Regions from separate parts of the Sus scrofa genome. Here region 2 is linked to region 1. The links are chromatin contacts, called in public Hi-C maps. All regions are on one chromosome and are shown on one strand. The core of a region is the stretch at or near the end of the contact, and the rest is flanking DNA. Distances in the headings are between cores, read along the strand shown. Region 1 holds the start of PTP4A1 (protein tyrosine phosphatase type IVA 1). Region 2 holds the start of PHF3 (PHD finger protein 3).

Region 1 (6,731 bases), core at 2,853-5,352:
TTATAGGTTCATATTATAACACTTTATTCAGTGTCCCAAGGAAACAGTTTCTTCCAGTATGCAAATAGAAATGTTCTTCTTTTTTTTTCTTTTTTTTTGTCTTTTTGCCTTTTCTAGGGCTGCTCCCGCGGCATATGGAGGTTCCCAGACTAGGGGTCTAATAGCAGCTGTGGCCGCTGGCCAACAACAATGCAGGATCCGAGCCACATCTGCGACCTACACCACAGCTCCTGACAGCACCAGATCCTCAACCCACTGAGCAAGGCCAGGGATTGAACTCGCAACCTCATGGTTCCTAGTCGGATTCATTAACCACTGCGCCATGACGGGAACTCCTAGAAATGTTCTTTTGACTAAGCTGTCTGTCATATCTTAATATATATGCTGAACCTCCACAGAAGTAAATACTCACTATTTTAAGTGGCAAGGTTTCAAATGTGAAAACACAGTTTCATCTGATTTGAAGACTTACCTGAGCAATTCTGGAATTTATACTCAAGTTGATTAATATTAGACGTGAGAAGTAAAGGGACGTGGAGTTCCCACCTTGTCACAGTGGGTTAAGAATCCTACCACAGACGCTTGGGTTGCTGCAAAGGTGTAGGTCCTATCCCCAGCCCAACACTCTAAAAGATTCAGCACTCCTGTGGCTCAGGTTGCAGCTGTAGCTGGGATTCAATTCCTGGTCCAGGAAATTCCATTTTTTTTGTCTTTTGTCTTTTGAGGGCCACACTCCAGCATACAGAGGTTCCCAGGCTAGGGGTCTAATCAGAGCTGTTGCTGCCGGCCTACACCAGAGCCACAGCAACACCAGATCCTTAACCCACTGAGCAAGGTCAGGGATGGAAACCCTCAACCTCATGGTTTCTAGCTGGGCTTGTTTCTGCTGCGCCACCATGGGAACTCCAATATGCTTGTTTTAAACAATGTTGATGCACTGAAGATTATGTTCACAGAAATTAAGTATTTTTTCACTTTTTTTAAAACAAATTATACAAGAACATTCCTTTTAGATATAAAATAGACTGTTCTGTAATAGCAAAAGGAAAATAAACTATTACAAGTTTGATAGGAGCCATCGTTGTAACCCTGAATTTTTAGGATATTTAATTGTGGGGATATACTTTAGATCACCCTCTCCTCTAGTATTCAGACACCTACCAGGGTATTTTCCTCCATTAGGTGTGTTTTGTACATCATTATACTTTGCAATCTAGTATTCTTTTCTGGCTTATTATTTATTGTCACATTTGACCTATCATTGCAATAGTAATATTCTTGATTTAGTAAAAAAAAAAAAAAAAGAAAGAAATCTTAATCAGATTTCCTCATAGCCTCAATCTACCATTTATAGCCCTAATAAATCTGAGAAAGAAAGGGGTAAAATTTTCCATTCCTTTTATGTTTGGTGTAAGTGTAATCATTCAGTGTTTACTGAGAGATCTGCCATCCTGTAAAGATTTCTTCATTAGTTTTTGCTGATTTGTGGTCTTCTACAGTGTTTTATCTTCCATAAGGATTTTCCTCATAATGAGAGACTCCTTTATCTCCCAACTCTTGGCTTTGGCATTTTGAATATGCTGATGAAAAGTCCTGCCTACCATGAAGAGCTCAAGGACACATGATATGCTGGGAAAAGTAACTGCTACCTGGGCATTATGGTTAGCTGGAAAAGTCTGCCATCTTTGGGCTTCTTTCTGGAACATTGCCTTTCAGAGATGTTTTCTTATTCCTGGATGTCTGAACCACCATTTGCAAGCCTGTTGGCTCAGTGTGGAAATGCTCTGCCTTAACAGGTTCAAGTGATGAGGCGCCAAGTGCAAATCTATAGAAGTTAGTGAGTCCTCTGAACACAGGAGCCCCCTAACCAATGATGGGACCGATGTACTCCTGTTCCCTAAAAATCAGTAGCTTAAAACTATGGTGCTCAATAGAGCAGACACACTCAGCACAGCAGTGAACTACAAGACCACAGGACACATATAAACATGGCAGCTGCCAGGGTAGCAGGCCCATGACAGAATTTATCGAGTTGATCAGCAAGACCACATTAATATCTTGTATAAAGTGTGTCTTTTTCTCAATAGCAAAAGCTTCTTCCAGTCTTTCATCCTTGAACCGTCCTTTCAAAGTAGAACAAGGCGGTACTTTATCTGAGAGGCTAAGACCTCCCCATTAACCAAAGCTGATTAGTCCACTCATGAGTTTGAGCCCAGCTTTAAGAGCTTGATGAGAAATAGCTGACTAGATACTTCATGTCAGCACTGCTCGTGCTAATTACAGGATCTGGAACACACAAGGCTCACAACTTGTATCACAAGTTCTACAAGAAAACTGGCTAATACTGATTTGGCTCTGCTTACCATTTGTTGAATGTTTATTTTGTCCCATCAATTCATTTTTTGAAAAGCTTTCACTCTTTCAACTAGCATCACTGTGCTGACAAACTTTTGAAGTGAGAGTAGCCCACTGAATATGTGATTTTACCTACACTTTTTTTTTTTTTTGGTCTTTTCTAGGGCCGCTCCTGAGGCATATGGAGGTTCCCAGGCTAGGGGTATAATCGGAGCTGTAGCCGCTGGCCTACGCCACAGCCACAGGAACACAGGATCCAAGCTGAGTCTGCAACCTACACCACAGCTCATGGCAATGGCAGTGCCGGATCCTTAACCCACTGAGCGAGGCCAGGGATCAAACGCTCAACTTCATGGTTCCTAGTTGGATTCGTTAACCACTGAGCCACAACGGGAACTCCTTTTTTATTTTTATTTTTTTATTTTTTTACCTACACTATTGTATATGTTGCTCAAGCTTTTCCATATCAAAGTTTTAAATTTTTACATAATGAAATCTGACTTTTCCTTTGTGACTTGAGTTCCCTTATCTTCTTAACAAGGTTTCTCTCATCCTAGGACAATTTTTTCAATACTCCTATTTTTTTTAGGATTTTAAATATTTACATTTTTACTCGTTTATAGTTTGTGAAGGGACATCATATATTTCTCAAGCTCTTTAATCTTCCTTGATGTAGATGGATTCAGAAGTGTCCTAGGCAAGCAATTTCTTTAAAATGAAGATGACTTCTGTTCCTGTGAAAGCCTGCCTGATCCAGTTCTTTATTTTTTTGAAAGCACTTTGTTTGCAGAGTATATGCTTATAAACAAAGTTGAATATCACAAATGTCATAATATCATTTATATGTGGAATCTAAAAAAAAAATGATATAAATGAACTTATTTACAAAACCGAAACAGATTCACAGACTTTTAAAACAAACTTATGGTTACCAGAGAAGAAAGGTTGGAGGAGGGATAAATTAGGAGTTTGGGATTAACATATACACAATATTCTTTATAAAACAGATAACTGACAAGGACCTGCTGTATAGCACAGGGAACTGTACTCAATATTCTGTAATAATTTATGTGGGGAAAAGAAGGGATATAGGTATAACTGAATCACTTTGCTATACACCTGAAACACATTGTAAATCAACTATGCTCCAATAAAAATTTTTAAAAAGTTGTCTACACAAGCACAGTCTCTTAAGTAGACGTTTTAATAAATCCTAAGATGCTGCAGTACACTGACCAAGAAAACAATTTGATCCCTAAAGCCCTCTCCAATCTATGCTCAGTGAAAACAGCAAACAAAAGGCCTGAGTAGAAAACCTAGTTCTTCAAAGCAGGTAAAACTCCTGTTTACTCCTTCCAGAAGAGAAAGAGTTTTCAGATCATAAAAGACAGAATTGCCCGGGTGCAAGACAGAACAACTGTGATAAGGCTTTACTTCCTAAAAGTCTAAATTACGAACAGTGGAACAGTTCTGAAAATGAACAAAAAGGAAAGCAATAGCTTTGAGGCAAAGAATCACATCAGTCTGGCAAAATCGAAGATTCTTAATTTTTAAAACGCTGCCTAACCTTTTATTATCTGTGACAACACATCAAGTGAGCAGCAGTACAAAGGATGCCTGTGATTTAGAAATGCCACGCTTGAGCCAACTACAGTTGCCCGCGTGCGTAGCATGAAGGCGTGACCAAAAAAGACTGGGGAACAGAGGGCTTTATCTGCATCACAAGACACTCTCCGTTTTCTATACACGAATGTTTGCTGAAATAAGTCCTCTCCGCTCGCGCTACCGGGGGCAGGACCGAAACATCACAGGTGTTGTCGCGGGCAGGTGGAGCCACAGGAAGATTTCACGTTGGGGATCGCAGGGCGCAGGTGCCCAGGCAAACCGCTGGTCAAAATGACTGGGATCTGACTTACGGCAAAAGAAGTAGGCCTGGGATTGAGACTACGCTCCAGTCCGAAGTGCACTGCATTCTAGTTGAGGCCAACTTCGGGCCTCCTCCTGAGATGAGAGTGCACTCGTCAGGGGTTTAGTTACGTAGAGCAGCCTCTCATCCCCGTACGGGGCTTCCCCTGCAGACCCTCCAATGACCCTTCCCACCCCCGCCTGGTAGGCGCTCTGATTGCAGCCGGTCGCCATTCATCAACCGGTTCACACCGGCGGCCGCCGCCGCGCTGTGACGTCGGCGAGGCGGGCCTCCGCCCCCGCTCGTCGGCGCTAGGATTGAGGCCCGACTGCGATTGGCCGCCTGGGCGTTCACGTCACTCTTGCTATAAATAAGAGGGCTTGTGACGCAAGGGCGCCTCGGCGCACGTATTGGCTCATTGGGCTGCGGGCCGGCGAGGCTGCGCGCTCTCCCCGGAGCCGCTCGCTGCAGGATCGAGTCCACTGCCCTCGCTGCCTCCAGCGAAGCCGCCGCTAGCCCGCGAGGACCACCGCCACCCCTGCCCTACCGCTGCCGCCTGTGTCGCCGCCGCCTCGGGACCGGCTGTATGATTAAGCCACAATCTTCAATGAGTAGACATATTCCTGTGAGTACCCGTACCCCGTGCCGCCGCCTTTGTTCGGAGCCTGGCTCCGCCCGGGTCCCGCTGGTACTGGCGGGCGAGCGCTGAGGGCCAAGCCCGGGGCGCCGGGCTGCGCGGTGGCACGGGAGCCGCTTTGTGACCACCACCTCGCTCCGGCACCCGGCGGCGCCCCAAGGCCCCTTTGTCTGCCGCAGGGCCCGGGAGCGGGGACGTGGCCCGGGTGGGGCGCGGGTTGCGCGTCACTGCAGCGGGCGCGCCCCCAGACCCTGCGGGCGGGTGGGCGAGGCGGCTGCTCGCGGGCTGGGCCGGACTCCTTCGCGGAGCCGGCGGGATTGGGCCTGTGCGGCCACCCAGGGCCCCGCGGCTGCGGCCGGCGCTCGGACAAAATGGCCTCGGCGCCGGACTGAAGACGCGGCGCGAACCCGTGACCCGGGCCCGCGCGGCCCCACCAGGTGAGCGGCCCGCCCCGCCCCACCGGCTCCGGACAATGGGAGCAAGTCCGGGCTCGTCCCTGCTCCGGGGCGGGGCAGGAGGGAAGCGGCCTGGGTCTGAGCCTGGGGAAGCTTCCGGGCCGCACTGCGCGAAGCCAAGGGGGCCCGGTGCCGCCTTTTAATCCGGCACCCTTAGAACTTCCTGAAACCCCAGATGTGCTGTGTTTGTTGCCTCCTGTTGGCTTGCATCGCAGGGCCCAGCCAGAGCCAGAATTCTGAGGTTTATCTCTGTCCGTGGAACCCTCTGCGGTTCCAAATGTATTTCATCGTTATTTACACTGCAGTTAGAACTATCGATTTGCTTGAGATCTAGATTATGAGCCAGTGCTTCCCGTTACTCTATATGTGAATTTTGTTTGGTGGCAGTGAAAAAGTTGAAAATCAGAAAGCTAGATCATTCTGAAAACTAATCAGCATTTTATACTTGTTATATTCCAGGTGCATTGCCTAAGGTATAGGTAGATGAGGCACAAATTGCAACTACCTACCATCTGATAAAATAGTTAACACAGATTATTGTGATTATGTACAACTGATAAGTGGAAGAAGAAAAAATTCCTTGGTATTTCTAGATTGCCTATCATGGATAGGTTTTCCTGGGGCGAAGACATTGGGAATGGGGAAGTCCTGGGCAGAACAGAAAGGTGTTAGGTGTGCACAGTCACTTCCGCTTTTGTGGAAATTCATCACCCGTCTGTCCCCTACTGGGTGGCTCTATCCAGTCCACTGAAAGAATTATTTCTGTATTGCTTTCTGTGCTTCCTTGTGAGAAATTGCTAGTTGAAGGGATATGGCCAGACAGCTGTAACAGGAATTTTAGTTAAGTATGGAAGTAGTATTGTGTGTTTCTCTACAGATCGCCTTTAACTTGAAAAAAGTAGTACCTGGAAGTCAGAATACTGAGATTAGAGTCTTTGACCTTAACAGCTTTGCAAATTAATTTATCGTCATTGGGAAGGTGCCAGAAGACACTTTTTATTCCAAGGAAGTAGTATTTAGGATTTGAGGTAGAAAATATAATTGGAATTACTTCAGTTACTGCAGTCTCAGGTAAAGTGTTTGGGGCAGTGGCTGGTTCTTGGTGCTGTTATTAACCTGTTCTTAATGTTTGTCCTTTGTTTACTCCCAACCACACTACACACAAGCTCCTTATAAAGTACTTGGAAGAAGAGCAACAGCAATATCAATGCTTTTTGTGTATTCATTCTGAAAATACCCTGTGAATATTCATTTAATATTTGACATTGGCATAAAACTGTTTTGGTTTCTTAAGAAGACCTTAGGAAAAACATGATTGGTAGTAGTAGTAATCTTGCTCTTGAGACATGGGAGAAAAAAATGGAATTTACACCACTGC
Region 2 (6,731 bases), core at 2,083-4,582, 49 kb after region 1:
ACATCTATGTGATATCATATCATATGGTATTTTTCTTTCTCTTTCTGACTTACTTCACTTAGTATGAGACTCTCTAGTTGCCTTCATATTACTGCAAATGGCATTATTTAGTTATTTTTTATGGCTGAGTGGTATTCCATTGTACATATATACCACATGTTCTTACATTTTAATATTCTTATGCACAGATTGAATGGCTCACTTTCCATTTTTACACATTATTATTTTAAAGAAAAACTTTGATAGTTATATTAGCTTTTCCATTTTTGTAGATTAACTTCAAAATTTTCTTTCCAAATTTAAAAAGGAATGGTAATACTGTTATGGATTGTTTTGGGGAGAATTGACATCTTCATTATATTGTTTTTATCCTACCTGTAACATAGTATATGTTTCCATTTATTCAAGTTTCCTTTTAAAAAAAGTAACAGTTTTACTGAGATAAAATTTACATCCATACAATTCACTCATTTAAAGTGTATAATTCTATTATTTTTAGGAGATGCACAGATAGCTGTAACCATTATGACAATTTTAGAACATTTTCTTCACTTTGGAGTAAAACTCTGTACCTTTAACCATGACCCTTCTATCATCCCTTCCGACTGACCCCCTCCCCTGGTCCTATGCAACCACTAATCTATTTTCTGTTTCTATAGATTTGCCAATTCTGACTTTTTCATAGAACATATTTTGTGTTTTGTGACTGGCTTATTTCACATAGGGTAATGTTTTCAAGATTCATCCATGTTGTAGTACATATGGGTACATTTCTACTTTTTATTGCCATATCATATTCCATTGTATGGATATGTCACATTTTGTTTATCTATTCATCCACTGATATACATTTACCTTTTTTCCGCCTTTTGATATTATGAATAATGCCGTTATTAACATTCATGTACAAAGTTTTGCATGGACACTTGTTTCCATCTCTCTCTCTCTCTCTCTCTTTTTTAATGGCCACACCAGTGGTATATAGAAGTTCCTGGGATTGAATCTGAGCCACAGCTGTGGCAACAGTGGATATTTTAACCTACTGCACCAGGCAGGGGATTGAACCTGCGCCTCCGCAGCAATCTGAGCTGCTGCAGTTGGATTCTTAACACATTATGCCAGAGAAGGAACTCCTATTTTCATGTGTCTTGGGTATATACCTAGGAATTGGAATTACTGGGTCATACAGTAGTTCTATATTTAATAATTTGGAAAACTACAGGCTGTTTTCCAAAGCAGCTACACCATTTTACATTCTCACCAGCACTATATGAGTGTTCTGAGATCCAGAAAAAGAGATAAAGTTAGAGTTATTTTTACACTTCATCCCAGACATTGCAAGTGAAAAAAAAACCTTGACTATTCACTTCTATTTTCCTTTCCTCAGAAAAAAGAAAAGAAAAGAAAGATCTCTTGGTATTTCCACTGTGGTACAATAGGTTAAAGATCCAGAGTTGTCCCTTTGGTGACTCAGATTTGATTCCTGGCTTGGGAACTTCCATATGCCTTAGGTGCGGGCATTAAAAAAAAGAGTTGGAAGGAGTTCCTGTTGTGGCTCAGTGGTTAACGAATCCGACTAGGAACCATGAGGTTGCAGGTTCGATCCCTGCCCTTGCTCAGTGGGTTAAGGATCCGGCGTTGCCGTGAGCTGTGGTGTACTTCACAGATGCAGCCCAGATCCCAAGTTGCTGTGGCTCTGGTGTAGGCCGGTGGCTACAGCTCTGATTAGACCCCTAGCCTGGGAACCTCCATATGCCATGGGAGCGGCTCTAGAAAAGGCAAAAAAAAAAAAAAGAGTGGGGAAAAAAAAAAGAATTGGAAAAAAATCTCTCTTCAAAAGAAAAAAGTAGCATCCATGAGGACACAGGTTCGATCCCTGGCCTCGTTCAGTGGGTTGAAGAACTGGCGTTGCGGTGAGCTATGGTGTAGGTTGAACACTCAGATTGGGTCTGGCGTTGCTGTGGCTGTGGTGTAGGCCAGCAGCTGCCACTCCAATTCAACCCCTAGCCTGGGAACCTCCATATGCTGTGTGTGCGGGCCTAGGAAGACAAAAGACCAAAAAAAAAAAAAAAAAAAAAAAGAGAGAGATTGTAAAAAATTTGTTGAGGGATTGATTCCAACATCCAACACGGGATTGATTTCTAGGATTCTACAATTAGGACAATCTAAACCTCCTTTATGGAAGGTTTTGTTTGGGAGGGCTTGAAATACCAGAAGACTGGAGGGAGTAAAGAATGGACAGATCTTCATCACTTGCCTGTGACCTATTCTTCTCCACACTAAATCTTACAGTGTAGTTTGAGGTTGGCTTGTGGCTTAAATAAACAAGTAAAGGTTTTAGAAGAGCACTGTAGGTGCTGGCTGGCTATCTTTCTTTAGTGGGTACTATTATGGTAGCTGTAGCTAAGAGACTGTCCTTAAGGGGTCATCTAGGTCAGAGAGATGACTAGCAATTACCTCAGGGTGTTTATTAAGGGCTGAGATAGGGGTCAGTCCAAGCTGCTGCGGAAACACATAAACTAAACCATCGGTTTTCGAACTTTTTGGTTTTAGAACCCCTATACACTCTTAAAAATTACTGAGGGACTTACATTTTGTTTATATGGGTTAGTTATATCTATTGATATTTACTGTCTCAGAAATTAAATATAAGAACAACAGAAAACATTTAAAAAAAAAGAAATTCATTGTTATCAAAGATACTTATTGTGAAAAATACGTTTTCCAACAAAATTTAATGAAAGAGTGGCATCGTTTTAAATTTTTGCAAATATTTTCAATATCTGGCTTAATAGAAGATGCTGGATTCTCACATCTGCTTCTGTATTTAATCCATTGCTCCACGTTATTTTGTTTGAAGGAGATGAAGAAAATTTGGCCTTACACATATGTGATTGCAAAAGAATTGGGAGATCCTCTGAAAGGTCGAGGGGACCCCTCTGGGGATCCTGTGGCCACACTTTGCGAACTGCTTAGATCAGGAATATTTCTGGGAGGAGGCAATTTGAATCCTGAAAGCAGACCAACTAGCTAACAGGGTCAAGATGAGGGCGAGGTGGTACACGAAGGGGCTGTTGTGCAAAGTAAGCAGGGATTCCTGGGCAAGGGGCTCGATCTGCCCCACCCTAGCCCGCCATTCTGGAACACACACCCAATTCATAAAAGGTACCCGAGGCAGATTCGCCCATCTATATCACATGAAGTAGACAGCCTTAGTGGTTACTACAGTCCTGAAAAAGCGACTGGTTTCAGCCTCAGCCCGGCCCGCAGGCGGTGCCGCGCCCTCAGAAGCCCGGGGGCCCACAGCGCGCAGGCGCGGCGCGGCGCGGCGCGGCCCCGGAACGGTAAACAGTGTGGTCACGTGACGCGACCCCGCTCCAGCCCCCCGCGCCGCCGCAGCCGCACGCTGATGGCTGCGGGGTCTCGCGCCGCCGCACGGTCCCCACGAGGCGAGCGGCCTTCGGGCTCAGGGCGGCGGCGGCTGCAACGAGGATAAGTAGGCGGCGCGGAAGCTAGGACGGTGTGGCCCGCACGGCCGTCCGGACCGTGAGGAAGAAGAGGCTGTGGCAGCGACGCCTGCGTCCTGCGCGTACCCCCTCTCGGCGCGGCCGGCCCCCTCCTCCTCGGCGGCGCGGCCACCATCTTCCTCTCGCTGCCAGTGGTAGCGCTCGTCGGCGGAGCTGGTGAGTTGCGGTGCGGCGGCGGCCGGGCGGCCCTCCCTTCCCCCAGCCCCTGCCCCACGCCCCGCACCCCGCACCCCGTGGCCAGCAGGCCTCCCGCGGCCGCACTCCGCGCCTTTCTGCCGCGCAGCGGGAAGGCGCTTCTCCGGCCTCTTGCGTGACGCCCTCGGCCCGCCCGCGCCGTCTCTGCCGTAGAGGGCCGTTTGGGCTTGCGGCGGCGGGGCCGCCCGGCAGAGGGTCCGGGTCGCGGCCTCCCCTCCGGCTCCAGCGCCTGGGGCCTCGGGGTGAGTCCTGCCGCCGCGCGGGCGCGCAGGCCTGGAGGTACGGCGGGCGCGTCTGTGGAGGCCCAGGCCGCAGGCCCCGACCTGGCCCTTCGGCATCCAGCTCAGGGCCTGGGTCCGGGCAGCCGGCGCTGGCCTTGGCAGCAAAGCCGGACTGGGTTCCGGCTGGTGAGGACCAGGAGTTGGCGCTCCATCCACCTTCTGCGACCGCGCGCTTTTGTGCTCGGGACCCAAACTGTCGACTCCCTTTGCATAGTTTGAAATGAGATGCCTGGAATCTGGCCTTCCAATAATACGTGTGATTTAATGAACCACTTGTCGATACGTGGGTGTTTATGGTGCTAAACAACTGATCACCTGACGGGGGGGGCGGGGAGGAGGAGAAAGGGAGAGAATATTAGTACTCGGCACTGTCCAGTGCCCCTTCTCGCCCCTAGCAATGTGTTGCCGAGTCCGATGACTGTTTTCCATCTTTGGGTTTTGAAGTGCTATTTCCCAAAGACTATGATTCGAAGTAATTTGTGTGATTACTGGTGTTATTTAGGGGTCATTTGCATAATATGATCATGGATAGTCATTCATGCAGTGGCAGCAGTGCTTTAGTATCTTCCTAGTCCTGATCTTCATTACGGGTAGAGATAACGTAATTTAAAATAAAACATCGGTAAGTGAACCATTGCAAGTAAGAACTTTACCATTTTAAGTTGAGGGGAGAAAAGATACAGTAAACTACTTAGGGAGTACTTTGTTCCATTTAGTTACTATTTCGGGTTCGAACTTGTCTTCTCTTTCCTAAACTGGTTGAGATCTCCCCAAACTATGCCTCCATTTCTCATTCATTACTTGCCTTTTTTTTTTTTTTTTTGATTCTTGAATAAAGTGTTTGGGATTGTGAAAATGTTTGTAGATATGTTCGTTTTTCTGGTAGGAAAGAGACATGAGTTAAATAACCAGGAAATCTGTACAGCATTCTTCTGTTTTTGAATTTGTATCTTTACTCCAGAGCACATAAAAGGTGTTTTGTTGTGAAGATTGTTTCAAATAGTGATTTTTTAACCATCATTACCACTTAGACCTTTGCTTAATTTATTATTTTTTCTCCCCAATTCCTCTCTTTACTGGCCATATTTTACAATGATGAGTTTTCCTTCCATCAGCATCTTCATCATCACTAAAGTATATACTTTATGATTGCTCTAAGCTGCACACAGTCCTTCCTTAGCAGCAGAAAGACATCTACTCAACTGAAGTGAGCCACTTTTTAAGTATACAGAATTACAGCCTTAGATTTTAAGTTTTATTTGATAGCTGTACCAGAGATTTGTGAGAAGGATAACACATGAGTTAGTAATGGGACCAGTTTTTTCCCTTTTCCATGCATGCATTCTTCCTAGGCCCATTTATTCAAGAGCATGAAAATGTAAATTATTATACTGCTTTTACATCCTGTGGGAGAATAGTGAATTTCCTTAACAATCACCCAGAATTAGTTATGCATTCCATACTGTTGGTTGGGATAGACGTCAGACTGTCTAGCTGATCCTATGATGTACTCATCTGTTGGATATTCAGATAAGTCAAATGTACAAGAAATGGTTTGTGTAAATGTAAGTGAAAAATAGCTTTGGTTCAAAGCAACTTTCAGGATAGAAAAATTGAAATGAAGTTGTCTTTATTAATCACTGAAAACCATAATATTAAAAATTGAATTGTATTGAGTATTGGAATCAGGAAAGGTGGGTAATTTTTGACTTATACGTATTAATAAATACGTATAATAATAAATAGCGTACTAATAAAACTTTTATTGATAACATTTGAACGCAGCAAGTGACAATTGGATTACTGCAAAGTTGTCTTGAGTAGATTTTTACATAGTATGGATCATACTTAGAAAACTTGGTAAATATAAATTGTGTACACAGTTTTGGTTTTGGGGTACTAAAATATAGTTATTGGTTATCTTCCTTGACATGATAATGTGGTGATTTCCTTTTTGATACATTTGGCTTTCTTAAATGTTTGGTTTTCTTGACACAGATTTCTTATGAGATCCTTTTTACACTTAATAATTTTTGTCCTCAGGTAAGATCTTTTCTTTTTTTGTAATGAGGGAGTGAGGTTTATTGATTAGCCTCTCAGGTTGGTGGGTTGCTGATAGTTACTTCACCACACAGTGGCAGAGAGTGCAAGGTTCTTGGAGTGCTGATCTCTAAATATTTTCATTCATCCACATTTCATTAGTTCTTTTGGACACATGGTGTCTGGATTCCTTTTCTGGAATAGTACTTCTTGGGCTCAAGTTCTTTCATTTCTTCATTCTCAGCACCCTCTGAGAATCCTGAAGTGTCTTTTCAGAAGCATAGACATTTTTTAACTAGGAAAATGACTGGCAAATTGTTACACATTTATGATACTGTTGCTTTTTTTTTTTTTTTGCCTTTTTTTTTTTTTTTTTTTTTTTTTAAAGGGCTGCACCTGCAGCATGTGGGAGTTCCCAGGCCAATGGTGGAATAGGACCTGCAGTTGAGTCAGAGCTGTAGCTGCCGGCCTTCACCACAGCTGTAGCAAGGCCAGATATGAGCCACATCTGCGACCTACATCACAGCTCAAGGAAACACCAGATCCTTAGTCCACTGAGTAGGGCCAGGGATGGAACCCGAACCTGCATCCTCATGGATACTAGTCGGTTTTGTTCCCTGCTGAGCCACAATGGGAACTCCTACTGTTGCGTTTTTGAGAGCAGTAAAAAAATTCTTTGTTGCCCATT

The links. Hi-C and Micro-C count contacts between places; a contact is called where the count stands out from the background.
Region 2: a Hi-C map of skeletal muscle shows a contact between it and region 1, with 2.8 times the contacts expected there. The contact joins the promoter of PHF3 here to the promoter of PTP4A1 in region 1. A contact is called at or near these places in 2 of 5 promoter capture datasets (fetal liver and liver), 11 of 47 Hi-C or Micro-C datasets (alveolar macrophages, embryonic fibroblasts, fetal heart ventricle and 5 more) and 1 of 2 datasets of contacts at active chromatin or transcription factors (alveolar macrophages).

Annotation. Positions count from the first base shown.
Region 1 is chr1:45,165,811-45,172,541 of Sscrofa11.1, forward strand. It overlaps PTP4A1 (protein tyrosine phosphatase type IVA 1), which reads left to right and starts at 4,103. Exons shown (of 6, transcript XM_003121246.4): 1 at 4,103-4,886.
Region 2 is chr1:45,216,058-45,222,788 of Sscrofa11.1, forward strand. It overlaps PHF3 (PHD finger protein 3), which reads left to right and starts at 3,333. Exons shown (of 15, transcript XM_021089302.1): 1 at 3,333-3,683.